Regions from separate parts of the Gossypium arboreum genome. Here region 2 is linked to region 1. A link is a contact called in public Hi-C data. All regions are on one chromosome and are shown on one strand. The core of a region is the stretch at or near the end of the contact, and the rest is flanking DNA. Distances in the headings are between cores, read along the strand shown.

Evidence for each region. A called contact is a pair of places that touch in the nucleus more often than the background predicts.
Region 2: a Hi-C map of leaf shows a contact between it and region 1, with 4 times the contacts expected there. The contact joins the promoter of LOC108472394 here to the promoter of LOC108473912 in region 1. A contact is called at or near these places in 2 of 5 Hi-C or Micro-C datasets (both in leaf).

What each region holds. Positions count from the first base shown.
Region 1 is chr11:20,132,935-20,139,771 of ASM2569848v2, forward strand. LOC108473912 reads right to left here and starts at 1,462. Exons shown (of 5, transcript XM_017775734.2): 1 at 997-1,462; 2 at 778-899; 3 at 482-573. The coding sequence starts at 1,337.
Region 2 is chr11:20,266,619-20,272,765 of ASM2569848v2, forward strand. It overlaps LOC108472394 (chitin elicitor receptor kinase 1-like), which reads left to right and starts at 3,566. Exons shown (of 11, transcript XM_053022241.1): 1 at 3,566-4,391; 2 at 4,966-4,999; 3 at 5,203-5,390; 4 at 5,807-5,997. The coding sequence starts at 3,581.

The DNA.
Region 1 (6,837 bases), core at 212-2,711:
TCAAAAGCATGAAATAACATTGAATTACAGTTCCATCATTGTGTTAAATTAGCCCCTGATTTGGTTTGGAAGCAACTTATTTATGCTGAAATGTTACTTTGACAAGCATGTCATCAGATTAACACATAATGGCATCACACTGATGAGGGAAATTGCATTAGTGCTGAAGACGTGTCAATTAGCATGCAGATTTCAATAACGACTAAAGAGTAATCCAACCCTATCGCAGAATTTGTTAACATTGATAAGACCAAGTTCCTAAAAAACCATCAGGTGGAGAATGACAAATCTGTATAAATATGACAAGAACGGCAATAAAAAAGAAACTGGAAAAATGGTGATAAAACACTCTACAACCATAGATATCCAATAGTTTTGAGCCATATAAACAGAAATTGACGATGTATTTCATTGCGCTTTTATGCCAAAAAAACATAGAACTGAGAAAGTTATCAATAAGGGTGTAATAAGTAATGCTCACACTGTGCAACTCCAACTTGGAGGCTGCAATCCCAAACATCAAGGCGGCCCCACCGAATACCATTGTAGTTGCAACTATAAAAGCCATTCCAACTATAACACAAAAACCAAGTATTATAAGCCTTACCGAAGTTCTGTTGATACAAAAGGGCAATTAAAATTCATAATTAAAATGTTCCCTAATTCAAATTAGATAATATTAGAACTAATCAAGACTAAATTGCCAGAGTTCATATATATTAGATATGAAATGAAACTAAACAAAAAGCATTAAAAGAGAAATTGAAATGAACAAACTTCGCTTAAGTCCTTCAGCAGCAGCTTTCAACTTCTCCGGATTGAGAGGCGTATATTTGTCCTTCCGCAATTCATTAGCCGTCGATGCCATGGTTGAATGTTCCGATGTTGGCAACTCCCACCTGCAAATTCTCCACCGACATACAATAGAAAACCCAAAAAACAAGAAAGGAAAAAGAAAACCCAAAATTCGATGGAGAAGAATGGGGCAAAGCTGACCTTTTGGGGCCAAAAGTAACCTGGGGTAGAGAAACATAAGCCCTGAGAGGGTTCAAGGCATCAGGGGAAGAACTGGAGGCATTGGTTGGATGAGTATGGAGGGCCCACTTGGAGGACCTGGATAGAGACGAAGCATCGGAGGGTTGCCTGAAGATCTTAGAAGGCAAAGAATGCTTGAGGACCTCAGGAAGGACGTCAGCTTGAGTTTGTTGCTCAAGCGACGGTGGGTTTGATGAGAGGTTTTTGGGGGTTTTCTCTACCAAACGGTTGACGGCTTGTTTGGATTCCCGGAAAAAGAAGGCGCCTTCTTTTCCTGCTAGTCTTCCCGCGAGAAAACTCATGCTGTTTCGATAGCAGAATTTAGAGAAATGTAGGAAAATTATTTGGGTTTTGGATCTTATTTTGGGGGTCAGAGGTTTTGGATTGATCACCAAGTATCGACATATTTTGTAGCGTCAGCCTGTTTGAATTTAAAGAATATTTGAACACTATCTTATAAATTTACATAATTAAACTTTCTAAAACTATAATTACATCAACCATAATCAATTCAATTAACTTTTAACTTACCTTTTCTTTACCAATTTACCAAAAACATTAATTAAAATAATTTAAAAATATACATATATTCATACAACATTTAAACTTAAAATTTCAAAATTTTATTCAACAAAAAAAATTCAAACTTTTAATATCTCAATATTATAATTTATAATTAGAGTTCAAAACTTTTTTGAATTCAAGTCTACTCCAACCCAATTCATACACTTCTCTACCTAATCACGAGAATATCAACAAGAACTGGTTCCACGGTTTTGTTATATCAATTTAATATAAAACTCATATTTAAAATTTAATTTAAATTATTTTTAAAATTAATTAGCATTTAATCTAATTTCTTAACTAAGTATTTAAAATTATACAATTATTAAAACAATTGAAATCTATATCTCGTCCAAATCACCTTCCTTCTATTCAGCGCGGACGTATACATATGCTCATTTCTCTCTTTCTTTTTTCTTTTACATTTTATAAAAAGGTTAAAGTTAAGTTTTGACCCTTCCAACTTTTAACATATTATATTTTCCTCATTGTACTTTTGTACTTTTATAATATTATTAGTTAAATAGTTTATATCTTTAATTTTTAATTAATATATAATTTGAATATTCCAAAATTTTAGAGACTTTCCATTTCCTTTTAATTTTGTGTTGCTCTTTTTTACATTATAAGACAATGGTCAAATTTCAGTTTTGGCATTTAAATTGTATTAAAACTTGAGATTTAATCTATATACTTTTTAACTTTTTTTACTTAATTTAGTCTATCTACTTTTATAATAATTAACATTGTTAACTATTTCAATTAAAACGCTTACACCAATTTTTCTTAAGAACAATCTTACAATAGGAAAAAATATATTTTATCATGATGATTTTGAATGAGCAATAAATATTTTCAACGATAATTTTATTATTACATAATTATTAAGTGAATATTTGTTTTAATTTTAAAATATCACCCTAATATATTTAATAGAAATAACAACTAGACCTAAAATTTTTATTTTTAAAAGAAGAGGACTATATTCTTAAAAGTAAAGGCAAGGAACTATAGGGACTAAAATAAAAGCTTCTTTTATACAAAATTTAAATAATTCATAAATCTGAATTAGAAAATAATACATACATTAGTAGCTTTGAGTGAATAAAAATATTTTTGATATAATTAGAAAATACTTTATATTTATTTTACGATGATAAAAAATTATTTTTTTTCGAATTTTTTAATGACTTTTGGAGATTTATTGTTTCCTGTTCAAACCTTGGTAATAATTAACTAAAATGAATCGTAAGTCATTATTGTTTCAACCTTAGTAATAATGAGCTAAAATGAATTTGAATATATATTACATTGATTTCAAGCGCACACGCATAAGGGGCGGGTGCGATGTGGGTTCTCCTGCATTTGCACTTTGACACTGTGGACCATACCCACCTTCCTCGTCTACACTTTTTTTCTTTTTTTTTTTATGGGGTGAAATTTCCAAAGAATAAGCTAGCTTCAGGGCAAGCTGTTAAAAGAGGGTGGGATGTGAGTGCATGGCCCAATGGTTCGCAAGATATTCCACTTTAATTTGCACAGATGATATCCAACCTTAATTGCATGGTTGGTGTATGAAATAATGGGCAATTGAGCTGCCATTAAAACCAGGTGAGTGGAGGCTAGCTAAACCAGTCCATTTATAGATCATTCATCATAACTTTCAGAGCACCGCAGAAACAAATTACAAGTAGTGGGTCATTTTAAAATGGTCGTTTATGATGATTTTTTTCTTTCTTTTTTTACAATCAGAATTGCATTCAGTGCCAAGCAAAGATGATGATGAATTGGTGATAGTTCACTGAAATGCAATATATTGCTCCCTTTTGGTGCTGTTTAATTTCCTACCTCCCCTCCCCCCCATGAAACCACAAATTTGGTTTCATACAAGTGAACCATCCTAAAATAAAGTAAGGTTCTTACCAAAGATATGCTGAGCTGAGAAAAAGAAATATGTAATTTATATAAAAACCTATGTAGTTTAAAGCTTACAAACTATGGTTATTTCTGCCTCGCATACAAAGCCTATATGGAGGCAAATAAATATGAAATAATTCCTTTAAATTAATCTAAAAACGTGCAGGAGTTGATCCCAAAAAAGTTCATCTCTATACTTGTCACAATATCTCTAGTCTATACACAACTAACTAGGTCTATAATCTATGATATTGTCTAAGAAATCATCCAAAAAAAAAAAAAAACAATATGCTTATACGCTACACAAGAGAGAAAAGAAAGATGCTGCAATTGCAAAAAAAGCAATATACTATATTATCTGAAGTTTGAGTTCTTTTGTAGCTAGTTTCTTGAGCTATCATCGCTTGTTGTGCAAGGGGTTGGAGCCTGTTGGGACTCTTCGCTTCTCCTCGAATTGCCTGGCTTGGCCTGTAAAAGGTGGACCAGTTGACCCTGGATGAAACACCTGTTGCCCAGGTTGTCTGGTTCCTTTGACTGAAGAGTCTGAGGATACAAGGATGTTCCTTCGGATCGCTTGAATCCTGGGAGTTAAGAGGAGGAGAATAAGAACAAGGGAGAAAAGCTGAAAACGATCCATCGTTTTGTTTGAGAGAGATGGAGAGATATTGGAAAGGCAGTCATAGGCTAAGCCAGCTTCTTATTTTATATATGGGGGAGGCGTTGGTCCATTTCTGAAGTATAGATACGTGTATTCAGATTCTTAAAGTTGTAGCTTCGGTTTTGACCCATTAGCCATAGCCTTTCCCACCGTTGGATCTATAGAAAATTGTGAAAGTAGACCCACTATTATTCACATTTATTATTCAATCAAATAATAACAAAAACAATTTATATAAATTCATAATCATGTGATCACTGACCTTATAATGACGGTTGGGGTAAAGTCAACATTTAATAGGGACAATGACACCAGAAATACACGCAAAGTAATATGTGAAAACTTGGAAGGGAAGGGAAGGGAAGCGCTCGCCGTGACTTTTAAAATTATTATTCGTAAAGACCCAAATGCCTATGCATTTTCCATACCCAATTTGGAAGACTTTATCAATGGCCCTTGCATGGAAAGGGGCATTTTCGTCATAATAGAGTCAACATTGATACACCGACGACGTGACCATTCATTAATTTGAGCCGCGGGATTGGATTAACAGATTAATCAAATTTAGATCAAAAACCTGTATAGACACCTATGAGAAAGGTCGGCTACAGATATTGGAAATTTCATTCTTTCTCTAATTCAAGTAAGCCACGTGGAAATATAAAATTATTTATGATAAAAACAGGCATAAGAAACTTCGTTTCTTAATATAATAAAAAGCACAAGGAATGGCATTCCTTTGATGTTCAATAATGGTAAATTTTTAGAATTTAGATTTGATTATTATCTTGGAATTTGAATTTATTATTTATATTTTAGATTCATGAATTATTTTAAATTTTTATTTTAGGTCTAAATAGGTAACTTTTATTTTTTTAAATTATAAAATAATAGTTATATTTTAATTTTGTTCAACTTAAATTAGACATTTAATCTTTATATCAATAGAGCCGGTGTTCCAATGATATTAACTAGTGCATATTGCTCCAGTAATAAACCAGTGCAATCAACTCCCTTTTTGTACCTATCGCACGAATTCATTCTATGTAATTCTAGTCACACCAGCGTACATGAATAATATTTTTAAAAATAAATTTTTAACTTTTACTATTATAGCTATAAATAATAAAAGCTTTTACCGAAATATTGTGGATTGTTGTTGAATGAATATTTTATATTATTTATTTTATTTTTAAATGTTTTATGTACATATATTAAATATTTTTAAAAATATTGATAAATCCGAAATAATACATTGAAACAGACTCATACTAATACACATCAGTTCTAGTAAAAAGTAGAGTGCGGTACTAACTACCTTGCTTTATACTTTATTGTTTGACATAATTTGGTACCTCAACTTTTATAATATCATTAACTAATCTAAATATTTTATTCTCATTAAATGTTAATGTGACGTTTTAAGAATTGTTAACAGCATTAAAATTTTCTATTAAATTCAGGTCCATCACAATATTATTTTTTGTCACATGACTACTAGATGAATGTTTTTTTTAAATTCTAATGTCGACTAACGAATTTAATAGAATAATTTTAAATTTAAAATTAACAAGACTAATTTTCTAAAATAAAAGTATGGAGATTAAATCTCAAATCTACAAAAAGTATAGGGACTTGAAGTATATCTATTTTTAATTTGGTCAATTTTAATCCCATAACTTTCAAAATTTTGAAATTTCAATTATGTTCCAAATTGTAGCAATTAAATTTGGTATGTCTAATTTGCTATTAGTCTCATTTTGTGCATAAGTTGTTGATTTAGGACTTATTCTTCAATTTGATAATATTAAATCCATATACTTTTGAATTTTGAAATTTCAATCCTACCTCAAAAGGTAAGAATTAAACCATTAATTAAAATAATGACTTTTTAATATTATGTGTAAATAAAAAGTTGGTATAGTATTACACGTGAGATAATATGTTTGTCTCATAAAATTTTAGAAATAACATTATTTAACCACTATCGTTTGACCAAAATTAAAATTTGAAAATTTGAAAATTATAAAGTAAAAATGATGAAATTAAAATAGAAGAGGAAAATGTACAAGATACAAGAAATAATAACATAAATTTGCCTAAATTCGATGTATGAATTATAAAAGTTATGATGGGAAAAGATGGCCAAACCCATTAAAAACCCCTTATTTTTGAACAAAAGCCAAACTATATATACTTTATATTTGGAGTTGAAAAGTGGGGGTTTCTTTTTATAATTTTATTTATTGCAAAGTTAAGGAAATTTATTCATGTACTAAATGATGCAATGTTGAATATTGTAAAAAAATTCTTCTGAAAATGTAGGGGGAAAAGGGGTTAGGGTTGGACCCTTTTGGTGCACGGGTAGCAAAAGTTTCTCTTTTATGCTTTATATATTTCATGACTATGATGTATGATATTCATGCATTATTTTATATATGCCACTCCCTATCCCATTCACATTCCCATTTTCAACAATGAATTCAACTTGCTAAACTGTTTCACAAGAGAACCTTATGGAATTAGTCAACTATGATTATCAAAATATGAGGCTATTTCAATCTAACTCATCAAATCACATTTAAAAAAATAATACCATATTAGAAATTATATAATCTTAATTAATATTTGAATAAAATTTGTTATACTCCTCTATATTAAGA
Region 2 (6,147 bases), core at 2,316-4,815, 140 kb after region 1:
TTGAATGAATGTAGGCTTTGGTGTGGTGGACTGTTCACTCGATTTCGCAATCAGGTGTGTAATCTCACCACTTATACTGTAAATCGGCAAAAGCCGAAAAGCCAAAAAATACGGCGATTGAGGCTACATGGGCGTACGATCGCTCGCGTGGTGAACCGAGCCCACGAAACATGGGTGTTAGACTATAGAGGCCACCATGAACATTTTTATGGGTTTGGGCCAGGTTGTGTGAGCCCAATGAGCTTGTGGGCTCCACACTGATAAATGCCACAATATATGGTAATTACTGGACTGGGTTGTGTAGTTCGCATGGCCGTGGTAATTTTTGGGCTTGATGGGCCACACGGGTGTGTGGGCCTACTTGGGCCGCATAATGGGCCTTGGGCCCATTTATACTGTTAAGACCGTTAAGGTTTCACGAGTCGCTCGAGGCGACTGTAGACCTTCTGATGGGTCGATAAGAGTACCTAGACCCTAGGGCAGGTAAAATGACCAAAATACCCCTACAGGGTAAAATGACTATTTTACCCATCGAGGGTAAATGACTGATTTGTGGTATGACTTGACTGTTCTTTCTGAGCATGACATTCTGCATTCACGTATGAGATTACGACCTGACATATTGCATGGGGTTGGGATATTGCTTATGGAGGAAGTATACTGTACTGTTCGCTTTTAGGCTTTATATTGATTACTAGCAGCTTTGCTGCGATACCATTATTGGCAGTTTTGCTGCGATATTGATTAGTGTTGCAACCTGTGCTAATATTGGTGTGTCTGGCTGGGTGGGTCGATTTTGCCCCCACATGGTGTGATTGGTGGTACGGAGTGGTGTGTCTGGCTGGCTTGAGGTGGGTTTGACTGTTGCATTACTGCACTGACACTGTTACTATAATGGGCTCAGGCCCGGACTGTTACTACGTACTATATTCTGACTGTTAAATAGGGGATCACACATTGAGTTTTTCGTAAATCCACCATTCTTTTTAACTGTGCAGGTAATCCCCAGCTTTAGAGGATTTGGTCCTGTGAAGGACTCGGAGATGGCCACATGACCGTAGTAATGCTATGCATGATTTTATTTTTATCTAAATTTTTGTTTTGGGTTTTTAATTCTGTAATAATGTCTTTTATGGATTTAAATTTTAATTGGGCATTTGCTTGCTTACTTAAAACTGCTAGTCTAGGGGAAGACGAGTTTTCAAAATATCGATTGTTTGCAAAGACACTCGATTTAACCTTCAAAGTTTTGAAAAGCTTCCGCGTTTAAATCAGTGTAATAAAATAATGACAATTGAATATGACCAATGTTTTGACTAGCTGATTGGATAAAATAAGGAATTTAATAGACTAAAATTTTTATCAAACCACAAAGAGATTTAACTATTCAAACAAGTCTTTGCCAATAGAGTTCATATTTTCGAAAAGCAGTGCAATGTGACACACCGGATTCGGCCATAACGTCTGGGTCGGGTTTGGGGTGTTACATTACTTGTGGTTTAAAAATTGCAGGGTTGGGTTACTTGATGTAAAAGGCTCATTTTGAGTCCACATAGGCTGGCACACAGGCGTGTGAACCTTGCACTTAGGAAAAGTTCTAAAATTTCACAAAAAAATTTCTAGGGTACCGGAATTGGTCCCGATTAGCTTCTTTTACGTGATTTGGGCTTCGAGGGCCCATAAAAGGGACATTATGATTTAATTGTAAAATGAATGTGAATTAACTATAAAAGTTTGTAATTGTTCTAAAAAGTCCGGTAATGCTCCATAACCCTGTTTCGACGACGGTATAGGGTTAAGGGGTGTTACAAATAAAATGTGTGGGTCTCCGAGCACCATCGCTCGACCAAAACGGATATTAAGTCGTATTGCCAATCAAACGTCTGGATTAATGCTGCTGATTTGAATCCGATTAACTCCAAGTATAGCATGAGACTTTCATCCGGCAGATAGCCTACACTATTCACACGACCCCTCAGTTCGCGGTATGGGCACTGACACTATTAAATTTCCAAAATAGTTAATATAACCTAATTTAATTCCGTAAATTACATAAGTAACAAATAACAATTTTATTACCATCTTATTAATAGTTTTTGATATGTGATCGTCATTATTAATCAAAGAACCCATTTAGTAATTTGCAATTTTTAAAAAAAATGAATTCAATTAGTTTGTTGCAAAAACACATTAACGTAAATAATTTGGATTTGAGCCTTTTATCTCAATAATAGGAGAATAAAAGATTTCAAGAATTAATTTCTAAAGGGTTCATTTTAAATAATTATCAAAACACATTAATATTATATAATAAATAATACGATAAATATAGTACAATAATAATATAATTACAATAAAAATCTATAAAATTCCATATTTTACCTACATAACAAAAATTTATGTTAGTCTACAGTAATAATATAATTAAAACAAACCGAAATTATCTAAACAAATAAAACATACAATTCAAAAGTAAAAGCAGAAACATACCTATTTAGTTTCTTCCAAACAACTTTGTAAAAATATATAAAAACAAAATTAATCAACATCTCAATAAATCAAAAATAATTGTCAAATAAATAAATAAATAAACAACTACATTCATAACGAATCACAATAAACATTAAACTAAACAAATAATTAACTTAATCATAAATTACTAACAAAATAACTTTAAAATAAATTTAAAAAATAAAAATTACATTCATAACCTAACAAATCACAATAAACACTAAACTAAACAAACAATGTATAATAGTTACGAACAAAATAACTTTAAAATAAATAAAAACAACATAAAAATCACAATAAAAAACTAAACAATACTAACAAAATAATTTATAACAATTCCTCATCATAATCCTTTCTATTTAAAAAAATAAACAAAAATAAATTGTCGTTCTTTTTTTTCTTCTCCTTCTCTTCTTTTTCACTGCTGTTGTTTTCTTTTTCTTTTTTTTTTCTTTTATTGTTTCTCTTCTTCTCTACAAGAGGGGTCATGGTTATAAGGTAACCCAAATCACTCTCCATCTTTCTTCTCTTTCTTCTCGAGGCTCGAGGATGTGACTAGACAATGCTGACGGACGAGACTGAAGCATGGCACCAGTGTCGCCTGTCAGGGAGGTGTGACTGGTGCCGCCTACCTGCCTGACATTGCCTCTTCCTGACCTATACCAATATTTTATAACCAAATTTAGTATATACCTATATATTTTGGATGCTACCAATCATAATGATGTGGCCCATTAAAATATTAATTTATTTACATGAAATCGTGCCAAAAAAAAAAAGATGGTACCGCCTATGCACCACCCTCTACCCCTTAAATATCTTATTTTTGAATTTAATTTTTTATTTTATATTATTGGTGTAAAAAAGCCACATATATATGTAAATTAGCCAAAATCTAGAATTGTATTTGCATAGTATTTATTTGAGAAATAGTATTTATATTTTCTTAAAATTCTTTTTATCATGTCTATAATATATCTAGTGATTATATCGTTATGTGAACCGCTTGGTACGACACACAACCGTACGCAATACGACAATCAATACAATGAAAAGAAAAAGAGTCAAAATGACTCCCAATAATGATTTGCCACCTCATCATCACTTTTGTTCTACTACTGTTTCTTTTCCAACGACTAAGCTCAACGGTCTCAGCTCTGAAATATCATCCAACCTCTTCCTTGACTTGGACTATCAAAACCCCCAAAATCCCAACGTAGGGATTTCACAATCCAAAATGCTACTTAAATTATTCCCAATTCCGTTGCTTTTTATCTTAACTTTCTCCATTTCAGTAGAATCAAGATGCACCAGAAGCTGCACGGCCTTAGCATCCTACTACGTTCCGCCAGAATCAAACTTGACCTTCGTATCCGAGCTTTTTAATTCGACCCTTGCTCCTTCCTCCACGTTAAATTTCGACTCAATCCTTAGTTACAACAAACAAGTTGCCAACAAAGACAGCGTCGAAAGTGGTACTAGACTCAATGTTCCTTTCCCTTGCGATTGCATCAACGGCTCATTACCCGCCCACGAGTTCAGCTACAGAGTTAGGTCCAACGACACTTACTACAAGATCGCCACAGAATACTACTCGAACTTGACAACGGTTAATTGGTTGCTGCCGTTCAATACCTATCCGCCGACGAATATACCGGATACTGGGACGGTTAGGGTGGTGGTTAATTGTTCGTGCGGTGACGCTACTATTTCGAAGGATTACGGGCTGTTTATTACATATCCGCTCCGACCGGGGGAGAATTTGAGTTATGTCTTGACTCAGGTGAATCTGTCATCGGATTTGTCGGGGTTGGTGCAGAGATACAACCCCGGGGTGAATTTCAGCTCAGGGGCTGGTCTGGTATTTATCCCGGGAAGAGGTGATTTCTTTTAACATTTTTTGTTTAATTTATAGGTAAGTGAAAATGGAATAATTTTGTTGTAGAATTTTATTGTCCATACGGAGCAGATTTGCTCTCATTAGCATTTTTGTTTGATTTTGTGTTTATAAAATAAAAAGGCTTTTTGTTGTTGGGGGGGGGGGGTAGGATTCACTCTATAGGAGTGGGGTTGATCAAACGGAAAGTTTAGCTGAAAGTCATGATTGTTCTGCTACTGTATAAAGTGATGTGGCGTTCATTGCGTTTTCTAAAAGATGGATTGTTTTCACTGTCATCAACAATTACAAGCATCTTCATTTTGCTCAGCATGCTCCGTGTCCAATAATCATTCAGGTCGATTTTTGGGAACATTTATGCCTGAGAAAATTGCAAACTACATGCAATTATTTCATTTCTAGTTTGTTCTTTCAGATTACCCACCGCCACGGGAGTTTTACAATTAGTTAACTTGTTGGTTTTAAACACCTAGGGCAAGGCATTATGCTTTGTTACGCCAACTGTCATGAATAAATGTAAATTCACCTCACTGAAGGAATTTCTTTTTCTTGTACAGATGCTAATGGTAATTTTCCACCCATCCAATCAAGGTAGTTAACGCAGCTTTAAACTTTAAAAATAGTTTGTTGTATTATTATCATTTGTTTCGACTTTGAATCTTTACATTTTCTGAATCAGTTTATTCGTTCTTTCTGTTTTGCAGCACAGGTGATTTGGCCTTCCGTGCATGTTGCTTTTGTCATGATTATGATATTGGTATTCTGATTGACCGGAAACCTTTTTATACTTTGAGCTTATATGTTGTTTTTACATAATCAGGAATTTCGGGTGGAGTTATTGCTGGGATATCTATAGCAGCCATAGTGGTATTGCTGTTGCTGGGAATTGGTGTATATATTGGATTTTTCCGAAAGAAGAAGGTAAAGGGAGAAACATTGTCCTCGACAGACTCCCAGGATTTATTAGCTCAAGTTGGAAATGGTAACCCTGCTGCTTCTCTTTCCCCTTTTTCTTATATATGTAATTGTGAGATTTTAGCCAACTAAAGATTATTTCACAAATTTATTGTTTTTTACAAGTGTTTTAGACTGTGCTGCCAGTTGAATCCCTGAAAACATAGGTGATTAATTAGCAAACCCGCTCGATGTACGGCCCTTTATTCCAGAATGTAGAGCAAAAGAACATGCTTTGTCTTATTTCTAATCCCCTAAAGTTCTCTATTCAAGAATTTGCACCTTAAATTCTTGCTGAGAGATTGGGATTATCTATTTGTTAATTACAAAAACAAAATCACACTGTACTTTGCTAGTAAATCTTGATTACGTTTATCTCAATTGCTGATTGGCCCCTGCTTTTTTTTCTTCTCTATCTTTCTTTTGTTGGTGGGAATTGTTTAGCTTTTGGAAGTAAAGCAGTGGAATCAACTCCGGCTGTTGCTGCTTCTCCAGGCCTTACTGGCATTTCCGTTGACAAATCAGTTGAGTTCTCTTATGAAGAACTTGCCCAGGCGACTGATAATTTTAGTATGGCTAAAAAGATTGGTGAAGGTGGCTTTGGGGCTGTTTACTATGCAAATCTGAGAGGCGAGGTTTGTAGTTGTGTAGTCTTTTGTTTTTATTATTAAATTATGGAAAAGAAAAATTCTATTGGGTGCTTCTGTTAACGTTAAGTAAGTAATCGTTAGCTGCCTTGTACTTATTGAATATGGACTAAGCTTTAGGGACTGTCTCAAAGTTTG